Regions from separate parts of the Hermetia illucens genome. Here region 2 is linked to region 1. A link is a contact called in public Hi-C data. All regions are on one chromosome and are shown on one strand. The core of a region is the stretch at or near the end of the contact, and the rest is flanking DNA. Distances in the headings are between cores, read along the strand shown.

What was found. A called contact is a pair of places that touch in the nucleus more often than the background predicts.
Region 2: a contact with region 1 is called in a Hi-C map of an unstated tissue, with 10 times the contacts expected there. The contact joins the promoter of LOC119646908 here to the promoter of LOC119646972 in region 1. A contact is called at or near these places in 2 of 2 Hi-C or Micro-C datasets (an unstated tissue and whole body).

The regions. Positions count from the first base shown.
Region 1 is chr1:8,944,798-8,950,186 of iHerIll2.2.curated.20191125, reverse strand. LOC119646972 (segmentation polarity homeobox protein engrailed) reads right to left here and starts at 2,869. Exons shown (of 3, transcript XM_038047676.1): 1 at 1,308-2,869. The coding sequence starts at 2,355.
Region 2 is chr1:9,355,772-9,361,160 of iHerIll2.2.curated.20191125, reverse strand. LOC119646908 (homeobox protein invected) reads left to right here and starts at 2,987. Exons shown (of 4, transcript XM_038047578.1): 1 at 2,987-4,822. The coding sequence starts at 3,235.

The sequences.
Region 1 (5,389 bases), core at 1,620-4,119:
GATTCCTATAAATTATTTCAGAACGGATCATCCCTAACACGAAAAATGGCCTTCGCCATATTGAACACTTTTTTTTAACTTTTTAGAAAAACTGTGACATTGATTTTATGAGATATAAATAACAAAGGCGCAATTTGTGTTAGGGTCCAAGCCATCTTTCGCCAATTTCTCGGATCTTTTCGTTACAAAAATGTAATATTCAAATTGTAAAAAGGAAAATAATTTAACATGTCGTCAACAGAGGTACAACCTGGTGAAAAGGGTGGTTCTTCCTTTTTTAGCCACTATTTGATTGATTCAAACAAGTAGCGCATTTCGGGAATCAGTTGTTCCCTTCTTCGGTATCTTTTTCTTTATAAAAAGACAGATTTTCCCTTGTTCTGTGTTCTCAAAAGAAGGTGGTTGTTGTTGTTCTAAAAGAAGATTCTGTGTTCTAAAAAAGAAGGGTCTTCCATTTTCCACTACACTTTAGTTTATGCAAATACTACAACCAAGTGAAAACTGCGGTTCTTCCTTTCTTGGCAACAATTTAATTTATTCAAACTCGTAGGGTATTTCGGGAATCAGTTGTTCCCTTCTTCGGTATCTTTCTCCTTATAAAAAGACAGATTTTCCATTCTTTTGTGTTCATGTCCTTCTAAAAAGTAGGTTCTTCCATTTTTCACTACACTTTAGTTTATCCAAATGCTGTGTCTAGAGAATCAGTTGGTTTTCTCTTCGTATTTACTTCTGCCTAAGCAACAAAGAACGGAGCAACTGATTCCCGAAACACGGTATTTGTTCAAATGAACTAAATTATAACCAAAAAGGGAGGAACCGTATTTTTTCTGCTTTTAATATTAGCTGCCAAATCAATCCAAAAATGGTAAACGTTTTTTAAGTTCAATTTTTGAAAACGCCTAAAGCGGTTACTTCAGCCACTTATCTCGGGGATATTTCAATTCCCCAATTTGGTACACGTCCCAGTCCATGCCCTTAAAACCAACTGAGTATGAAGTCTTGCCTTTCTAGACGTGAAATCATAAGGTTCATTTTTATCCCGAAAACGTTCCTAAACTTCCTCGTTTCCACTCATAAATTTTGGATTCCCTACTGTCAAAACAACTCTCTCTTTCATTCAACTGATCTTAAAACTAAAAATCGTCCTAACACATATTCAGCTACCAAAAAAATCAACATCTGTCCAGCAAGGAAGAAAATTGTCGTCAACTTATTGGCGCTTGACCAAAACCTAATCCCAGTTTACTTCTCTGGTAGAACTACCAAAAACTCCAAACTAAAATCTAAAAATTTTCAAGTTTACTAACCTGAACTCGGCCGATCACTATATCGTGTACAATACACCCATGCAGGCCACAACTGTTGTCCATTATCATCTTTGGTGCTTCCCGACTCCGATCTAGTATCATCTGAAGATTCCATACCAGAATCGCGTCCATTCAGCGATTGGGTTCCTCCTGACATAGGTTGCGGACTCAAAGCAGAATTCGCGGATGAAACCCGACATCCTGAAGCAGGAGAAGCGGAAGTCGAGGATACAGATGACGACGAGATCGACGAAGACGGTGGTGGACTAGCAAGGCAGTGGGATTGTTGTGGAAGCGAAGGAGTTTGGCCGATTTGTGACACCGTTTTGCATAGACTCCCCAAAGGTGGCATTTTAATATCATTCGGGCGACATCCATTGCGACGACTGTTCAATATCTCCTCGTGGATACGCGGATATGTGGCAGGATTAAAGCAATTTAGGAAGTTGGCACGCTCAATCATCAAAGGATTGGGAAGGACAGCTGATGGAGGAGGAGGACGACTGTAGTCGATCACTTCAGGAATAAGTCGTGTGAAAGCTGACTTCTCGACAATAGGTTGCGGTGAAGGACTTCGCCTTGAAATCTCAAAAGGACGAAATATTGTGCCATTTGTCTTCTTCTCAGGAACACAGATTTTTCTCTTTCCAAACCGATCACTCAAAATATTCGTAATCGAAAAACTTATACAAGGAAGCTGTGGAGGTTGTATCCCCGCGGATATTTGTTCTTGTTGATCCTGTTCGTCCATTATCACTGAGTCATTCTCCTCCTCTTCTTTGATCACAATTTCTTCATCTTCATCATCGTTGTTATCTGGCGAGAAACGATCTTCACTATGCACTGGAGGCGACATCTTTTGACTGAAGGCGGGAATCAGATGAGTATGACCCTCTGATATGGTGTGCGCCATATGATGAGGACTATGCAAACATTGCGAATGAAGGCTCATATCGAGGATCGAAGGTGATGCTGTGCTTTGCGGGGAATGCGGGACTCCTGGAGGACTTGGGGCACTTTGTGGACTAACACGATCTTCAAGAGCCATAATTCGAAGCGCACTATCAACACGTGACCCACTCTGTCTCAACCGTTCCTTTATTTTCACAACAGGACACTGTCTTGAACAAAGTCACATTCGAATCCACTGTGTTCGGTTTGACTCGTTAAAATTCGAAAAATATCCTTAGCAATCACTCCAGAGAGAGATAGAGGTCGATTTTAGAGTTTTCTTATTAATCTATCTTTCAGGACAGCTTTTCACCACTTTCCAACACTTCACTCCATCTCATAGCAGTGGACAATTTATAATTAAGACAAGAGCTGGACGGACGACACCAGACGTGTGGCACTGACACCTCAATAATCCGAAATGACTAAATTTAAATCTCAATTCCTCGTCTTGGAGGAAATCTAATCCCGTCTCAAGAAAAAACCGCACTTATCTATCTACACTGTGTGACACAGTCAGATGTCATCTGAAATCTGACAGACGTTTGAGTGAGAACTCGACGAGAACGACTGGATTTGAGCAATCCGACGTGGACGATGGGTCGGCCCAGATCATGCCCAGGCCCAGGCCACACATGTCGGCACGCACCTCCCAGTCCTAAACCGGATGGCGACCCAATCTCTTGCAGGCGGTCGGCCGCGTACTCAACCAACCTGACACCGTATCCGTTGTATCTCTATTAGCCCTACTTCCAGGCGTAGTCATACCGAGATTAAGCTATACATAGAGAACCGGTGCACGGGGCAGCACCCACACAATGTAGTGCGGGGGCGTGGCTTGGGTCGGGAACGCCTCGTACACGCTCTGGATTAGGGAGTAAGATACACAACTCAATTAAAACCGGCTGGGAGGCGGAGGGCTGGTGGAATGTTTGTTTAGGAACTGGTTTTAGATTAATTCCAGGCACCCATCTCTCTCCCGCTCGGAGGAATCAGAGCGAATCTTTTCCCGCTCAGATTTATTCTTGAGTTCTATTGACTTGTATCTTGTTTGTTTGCCTCTATCTCGGATTGTTTTGTTCAGTTCCCGTCGGCCGAGCCGAGCCCTCCACGCAGTGAAAGTGTGGGTGGGTAGGGTGTATGTGTGTGCGTTATGTAAAGATGCGTTTGTGGAGCTACGATTTGAGGCACTGGATGAAAACGAATGGAGCTGGAAATCGACCAGAAACCGGGCAAAGTGAAGCGTTCTTCGTTTATCTGAGGTGACGGCAGCTCGTTATGGGAATCAGAGTCTCACTCACGACAACTTTATTTCTTTGAAGATTGCAAGCTTAAGCTTTGGGTAGGAGTCACGGGCGTCCAGGTGAAGGGGTTAAGATAAGTTGTATCTAATTATGGTAGATACTTTTATCTTTAACGGAAAAATATGAAATTTATGTTATGGTTTGCACAATTAGAAAATTTGAAAGGATTAGTACGGAGCGTACAATATGTGCTCCCAATAGTTTCAACATTTTGAATAAATAATATGATTCTGGGAGAGAAAGAAAACGTTTTTTTAGATTCCTGGAGACCGGGGGATTGTCAAAAAATGGATAATATATATTTTCTCTATATCTTAACCTACCTTGTTCGAGTAATTTTAATACAACTCACATAAAAAGATAACGCTAAACTAATTAGATTGATTTGATAATTTGTTTTTGAATCTACTGGAATCCATATACAGTAGTCGCTCGAAAGCTAGAACTTTCAGAAATTAGAAAACTTGGAAATTAGAGCAAACAATTCATTTACATATGTATGCTGCTCTGAAAGTGAAATAACTGATTCTAAGTTTAGAATTTTATTTGAAATAATTCGATATTTTTTGCTTTTTCGCTATTATTATTTATTTTATTCGCAAATATCGATATTTCGGGAAGCACTTCTACCTTCATTAGTGCTATACGTCTTGACGTCTAAAACCAATGAAGAGAACAAGTGGTTCCCGAAATATCGGAATATGCGCCGGTCTGGTCTGATTATGTTTCAGGTTAAAGTTACATAATTCGGCAAGTCCTCACACTACCTTCTCGCGTTAGAAACCGTATTTGGACGGGCCAAGAGTTTGTAGGGCCGGGCTGGGGGTAGACTCATCCACCTGACGGGTTTCTGTTTGCCTGCTGGTCATGTGTTAGGGGCAAGTGCATCTGGCGGGGGGATAAGCCAAAGAGACAGCCCGGGGATCTTTCTCCCTACACTGGAAAAGGTACTCACAGGACTCCAAGCCGAAGTGGAAGTGGAGGGCTGCATGGCCAATAGGTAGCTGGATTATTAGTATGCGAACGATGAATTCCTTGGGCACCTTCGTGCCTTCTTTACCCTGGTGACTGCTACGATGAGAATATAGCGTTGTATCACCTCGGTACCAACATGGTGACCAAGGCAACCAATCAACCAACCAGCCTCCCCTAACAGGTTAGCTAGCCAGTCATGAACACCGACTGTGCGAGATAATATGAGGAACCGGCACGTGCTAGAGCTAATCCGAATGCTAGCAGTTCGGCGAGATGACTGCCGAGGTTCTTAGTTCTCAAATATTACCTCCCTGTCAAGACACAAACATTTTATCATGTGCCTTAACTCAATGGTCAACAAAATTAAACCCATCCGGGGTAAACTACTCTAACAAAGACGTGAAGTCTCGAGGCGGATTGATACCACCGAAAATTTCAATTCAGAAGGAGTTACACTGCCTAACGGCCTAATAAGGATGGGGACACAATCATAAAAAAGAAATTTAATGCGCGCGTGATGGACGGAGAAAGATTAGCTCTCAGTGGACCCTTCCATCTACGCGACGGGCAGCCCCCATCTTCCTTTCCTCTTCATTAGGGACCAGGTGACATTATGGCCCTGCGGAGGCCCACTGTAACCAGAACGTCCACCCCCTGCTGCTTCAAACGGATTGGGGGGGGGGGGTCGTTAAATTATAATATGTACCAATTCAATGTGATGAATGGTAAACGGTCTCATCCTCTGAATTTAATTGAACCCGTTGTTCATGCTTTATTCTTGTTTGCAAGCGGAAACTTAAGTACTATCGCATTTAATTGTTCCTGATATTTTTGTCTTCTTTATGATTTGGG
Region 2 (5,389 bases), core at 1,738-4,237, 410 kb before region 1:
GACCACAATCAGAGCCCCGCTGAGACAAGCAACAACGGTACCAGTCTATACCAAGTGCATGGCTTAGCATTCATACTAGTGGATGCAAGAATTACCTAAATCTCTACCGAACTATGGAGTACGGCACCCGTGTTGATACGCAACACCACGTCGACGCCCGAAGGTCTCTTGTCGCTTGAGCATAACTACAACCACCATGGAACTCCCACTAGGGGGGCCAACCGCAAACAACCGAGCTGTACTCACATACAACGGGAGTTCACCCGAAGTATGAGAGCCCAGGGGCTATCCCGGTTCCCATGGTACCAGTATACCCCTGGGAAGGTTTCGTGACCAATTTGCCACTTCAGATAAGTCCCCGTGCAGACTCGGGTCTGATCGCCCTGATTAGGCCTTTGGAGCAATCGTCTACTGAATCACGGCCGGCAAACCAAAGTGATTACAGCGTCTCCCGGTGCCACCACTATGGAGGTTCTCCTCGACCACTTGGTTTTGGTTTGGCCGATAGGGTTGCCGCCCCATCTTCCTCGCCGCCACCGCAGAGCACCGTTCACGATGGGCATTTCATTCATGATAGTCTAGGAGTGATATCGGACGAGTAACATCGCAGGACTAATTTCTATAGACTAATCTGTATAGACATTTTAGCCAATAAAGCGCATTGTCTCTACGATAGAAAAAAGGCGATGCATCTGAAGTAGACTTCAGATAACTCTGAACAGGGTTGTTGTACTAATGCGATGAAATTTCCGTTTACGGGTGTCGTGGTGAAGAAGTTCAGTAGGGAAGGTCATCTAGGGAATCATAAGTGGCATCTGAAACTAAGCGGTAAACAAAACCCCAATCCAAGGTGTGATTACCGTGCGAGGGCTGAAAGGTTGCAGGGATTAAGATGTGGCCGTAGACGGTACATCCTGGCCTAGGTAGAAAGTGGCTCTTGCCCCAAGCTCCAGCCAGCGCCACCTGCAGAGGCAAAATTCTTACTTAGGGGTAAACACCTGCCTTCGGGCAGCAAACAGCTTCCGATCAAACCGCCTTCGGTCAAAACATGCCTCCAGGGAAATCGCTATTTGCAGCTCAGGCTATCGAAGCCGAAGGATGGGTCGATGCTTCAAAAACGGGCGGCACAGACAAACCAGTAGCAAGATGCATTCGGCAATTGAATAAACGTGAATATTATTTGCAATGCCGCGAATTTGTGCGCGGAAAATCGACCTACATGCATTTTTTATGTTAATTAAATCATGCAATTGGTGTCCCCAAGAGTGCACTTACCTCCGGCTTAAATTCAATTTTGATGAATGGAACGAATTCATGCTAATTAATCCCATTCAAATCTAACAGCCGAAAACGAAAAGTGCCGCCATGTTGCAAATGACGCAACAAACTCTCTCTCACGCATCGAAAAAGTTCGATTTTCCGAATTTATTATATAATGTCTCATACAAGCCCGTGTAATGAACTTCATTTGACATCTCTCTTACTGCGAACGGACGCAGTCACTTTGTTGTTATGTTTGGGCCTTATGTTTGCCTAGACTTTGACATTTAGATATGCCCGTTCTAGTTCCTGCTTAAAGTTACGGAACAACGAGATCGAGATGCTGACGCTCAACCAAATTACTCCTTTCTTTTTTACTTATTAATTCTAATAAGCTTTTCATTAAACAATGGAAACTTATTTCTTTTGGCCAATTAATTCGGACTGAACATCGTGGACTTTCGAAAAACAGTTAAATACTCCCTCAAGTTTTCAATCGCAGATAGATTGCTGTGTAAACTTCGTTTGATTTGAGACTTCATTTATGCAGTATAATCTGTATCTCACATGACCTATTCACCCCCATTGTTCACGCTTGTGAAAAGCTAACTTAAATGCCATTGCAATATCAACATGTACGTCAAAACCTCGCTAATCGAATTAACACATCACAACTAAAGCATCATCGTCAAAAAGCCTCTCCAATCCACAAAAGAACCCAATGGAAAAAAAAATTAATATGTGAAGCAGATAAAGTAAAAAAATACGCAGCCGTGCGTATCGTGCACCGCCATACAAACACATCACATCCACATCACGTAATGCATTAATCCAAAGAAGATTGTTCTCAGTGCACGAAGAAAACAAGACAAAACCCAGAAAAACAACCAAACGCGACAATAAAAGAATGGAAATACCACACAAAAGAAGAAACAAACTCATCACCTTTTTATCGAACCTCCTTTTCACGTTGAGTGCACACACCGTAGGGCGAAGCATTAACCGCAACCCGCGAGCGCATCTGCAAGCTGCGGAGAAAAGAGAGAAGTATCTGAGCGTTCGCACACGAAAGATACACACACCAGAGACCACGCAGCCAAACAAAGGGAACCCGGGAAAGTATCTCCAAGTACATATCGGCCTGTTTCTCCCGTTCGTGGCTTCCTGAAATTATTTCAGCAGATGTTTTCTCGCTTTCGGTATTTATTCAAAGTATCTGGAAAGCTCAGATTGTAGAATGTGTAGATAACGACGGAGACTGTTTCTTGGCTGAGTGAGGAGAGCAGCTAGAGTTCGGCATGTGAACTGGTTCTATGTACTCAAGCCGTGATTTATCCTTCCAACCGGACTCCATTCCAACCCTTGAGAGTCGTCAGGGGAAACGAATCTGACATGCACATGCCGAGCGAAATCCCTTCCGGAAATCTTTATTTTCAGATATAAGATGGCTCGTGTTTGTGTGCGTTATATATGCTTGCCACGACCCTACCTTGGTATTTACGTCCGCCAATCACGAGTGAGAATTTCCAAGGGAGTTGCCATGTGTCTGATAAGAGAACAAGTTCGGAAGCTCCGCCCCCTGGCTCGGCCGGTTGATGTCGATTGAGTTGCGAATGGGGGAGGTGCTTATGGTGCGGGCATTTTAGTGCAAATTGGGGCTGGGCCCGCCTCCCGCGTTGTATTCAATCGAGACAGTTGGGGCTCAGTTCTACGACGTGGTCTGACTTGAAACGACGTGGTGAAGTGAATGACGGTGTGTGTCTCTGCTGCGGGGTTCGGCTCCATTTGAGGCGTTCAAAAACAGTGATTGTTCTTGGTTTACCCACGTTACCGGAAGTTGGCTAAGTGAGACAAGTGACGAAGTTTCCGAGTAACTAGAGTGTCTAGTAGCGTAGTTATGATATTGTAACGACACTTATCGTCTACTGAGATCGCAGTTCTTCTAGCTTCACTGTACCCAGAATCTTGCATCCAATGACGACATTGACCACACGCCCGATCCCTTTGCTTCCGCTCGTTTTGCCGATTCCCATGTATTGTAATGATCGGCCTTCCTCGACAGGATCAGGATCGCCACCTTCGTCTCTTGGGGTTGGTCTGGGGCAGTCTGACAGTCTCTTGCTCGAGCGTCACCATGAAGTGACCAGCCCCAGGATTAGCAGTGCCGGAAGCTCCTATAGCCGGAATTGCGGCAATTCTCCAATCCGGATGGATTCTAGCGTCTTAATTGATCAGGAAAGCCGACGGACGCGTAGTTTTTCGCATATGGAACACGATCACAATCGGGACAACTGTGATAAGATCAATGACCGTATGAGTTGTTGTAGTGATGACAGTGAACTTTCTGTAGGTCAGGAAGAATGTTGTGACAATGGAAGTGCTGCCACCGGGTCGGTATCCAAGCGAAGCAGGTTCAGTGGAACAGGCAACGATCATGATCAAGGGATTGATGAATGCGAGAGCGGGGACAACTTATCGAGTTTATCAGAGGATAACCGGGTTAGAGGTGGATCAGAGCCGTTGTGCAACGATGATGCTAGCAGTGACTCTAATTCGATTAGGGAAAGTGGTGATCCAGGACTGTTGTCCAGTCCTTCAAGTCTGGGTATGCAGGCAGGATCTATTATAAGGCCGAGTCCAACTCGGCTGCAAGAAGAGTTCTTACGGAAATCCCACCTCTACGCGGAGCAGTTGATGAAGCAGCAGATGCAGTTCATGGCTGTTGCTCGCGCGAGTGCATTCCAGCTACACCATGGAGCCCTGAGTCCTGATATGTGCAAAGTAGGATTCAGGCCACCGGAAAATGCAAATACCTTTTCTAGCTTTGGAGGAATCCAGTCGCACCTGAATGCTATTTCCAAAATCTCATCACAACTTACTTGCGAGGAATCAGCCTTGAGTAGACTGACTGCCTTCGGGCTGTCTTCTTCGAGGGAGCTATCGCAGTCACCACCTTCATCTCTTAATCAATTTCATCAGCACCACAACCACCCTCTGTTACCCCATCAGCTTCTAAACAACAATTTAAACGAAAGAAACCTGAAATTCAGCATAGACAATATCCTTAAAGCAGACTTTGGCCGAAGGATAACCGACCCGATTTTAAAACGAGCAGCTGGACAAAGTGCCGGTGGTGGTAAATCATCCCATAATGGTCGCAGGACTTCGAATCGAACGAACAGTGAAAAACACGGTGCTCCCATTGATTTGACCAGTTCGCTCCTAGCGGGATCAAGTGTAAATAGTAATAGTGCAATTTCAACCCCTTCAGTGAATTTAAGAACATCCATTGATCCAGTACCGACGGCCACGTCACCAAGTTCTGCATCGTCTAGCCCTAATTTCAATGTAGCGACGGCTGTGTCGTCGTCCCAGTCTAGTTCCACTTGCACGGCTACATCACCTTCAAGTTCTTCAACCCCCGCGGCTGCTTCGAATTCGGGTGGATCAACGACGGAGAGTGGAAGCAGCAGTGGTGGCAGCGTGAACAATGGAAGCGGTGGACCTGTAGTTTGGCCGGCATGGGTCTATTGCACTCGGTATAGTGATCGACCTAGTTCTGGTGAGTAGATATTTACTTTGGGGAAGGGTTTAGGATAGTAACATTAATTTTGGGATTATTAGGTTTTCGAAGGGTATCTTATGTTACAGTGTCCTTGGGGGTCGTTTTTTGGCTTCATTTGCTTATCAAGTTATTTCCGGTAAAGGTTTCCGCAAATTTTTGTGCATGTGACTACGCGGATATTACGAGTATCACAGAGATGTGATTTGGTAACGAAGTGTCAAAAAGGATCAAAAGATTCCTAGAGCTTTAAAAAGGGACCAAGACGGCTTACGGTTTCGTACTAGGGCATAGGTAACTCATCAGACGTTGCATCATCTCTGCTTTGGGAGCAGGGTGATTAAAGCGGTTCGCAGGTGGGAGGTGGCAGGTACGCTCCTTATTATAATTCGCAAACCACAACATGGGTGCGAATTATATCGAGCGTGAATTCGCTCACACTTCAGACTAAAGATTGACCGGAGTTAGAAAATTTTTGTGTCCAAAAAAGAGGGGTCTGTGGTCCAAAAAGAGTGAGAGTAACTTGGTCTCTATTTGGTCCGGTCCGGCATTAAGTCGATGCGGACT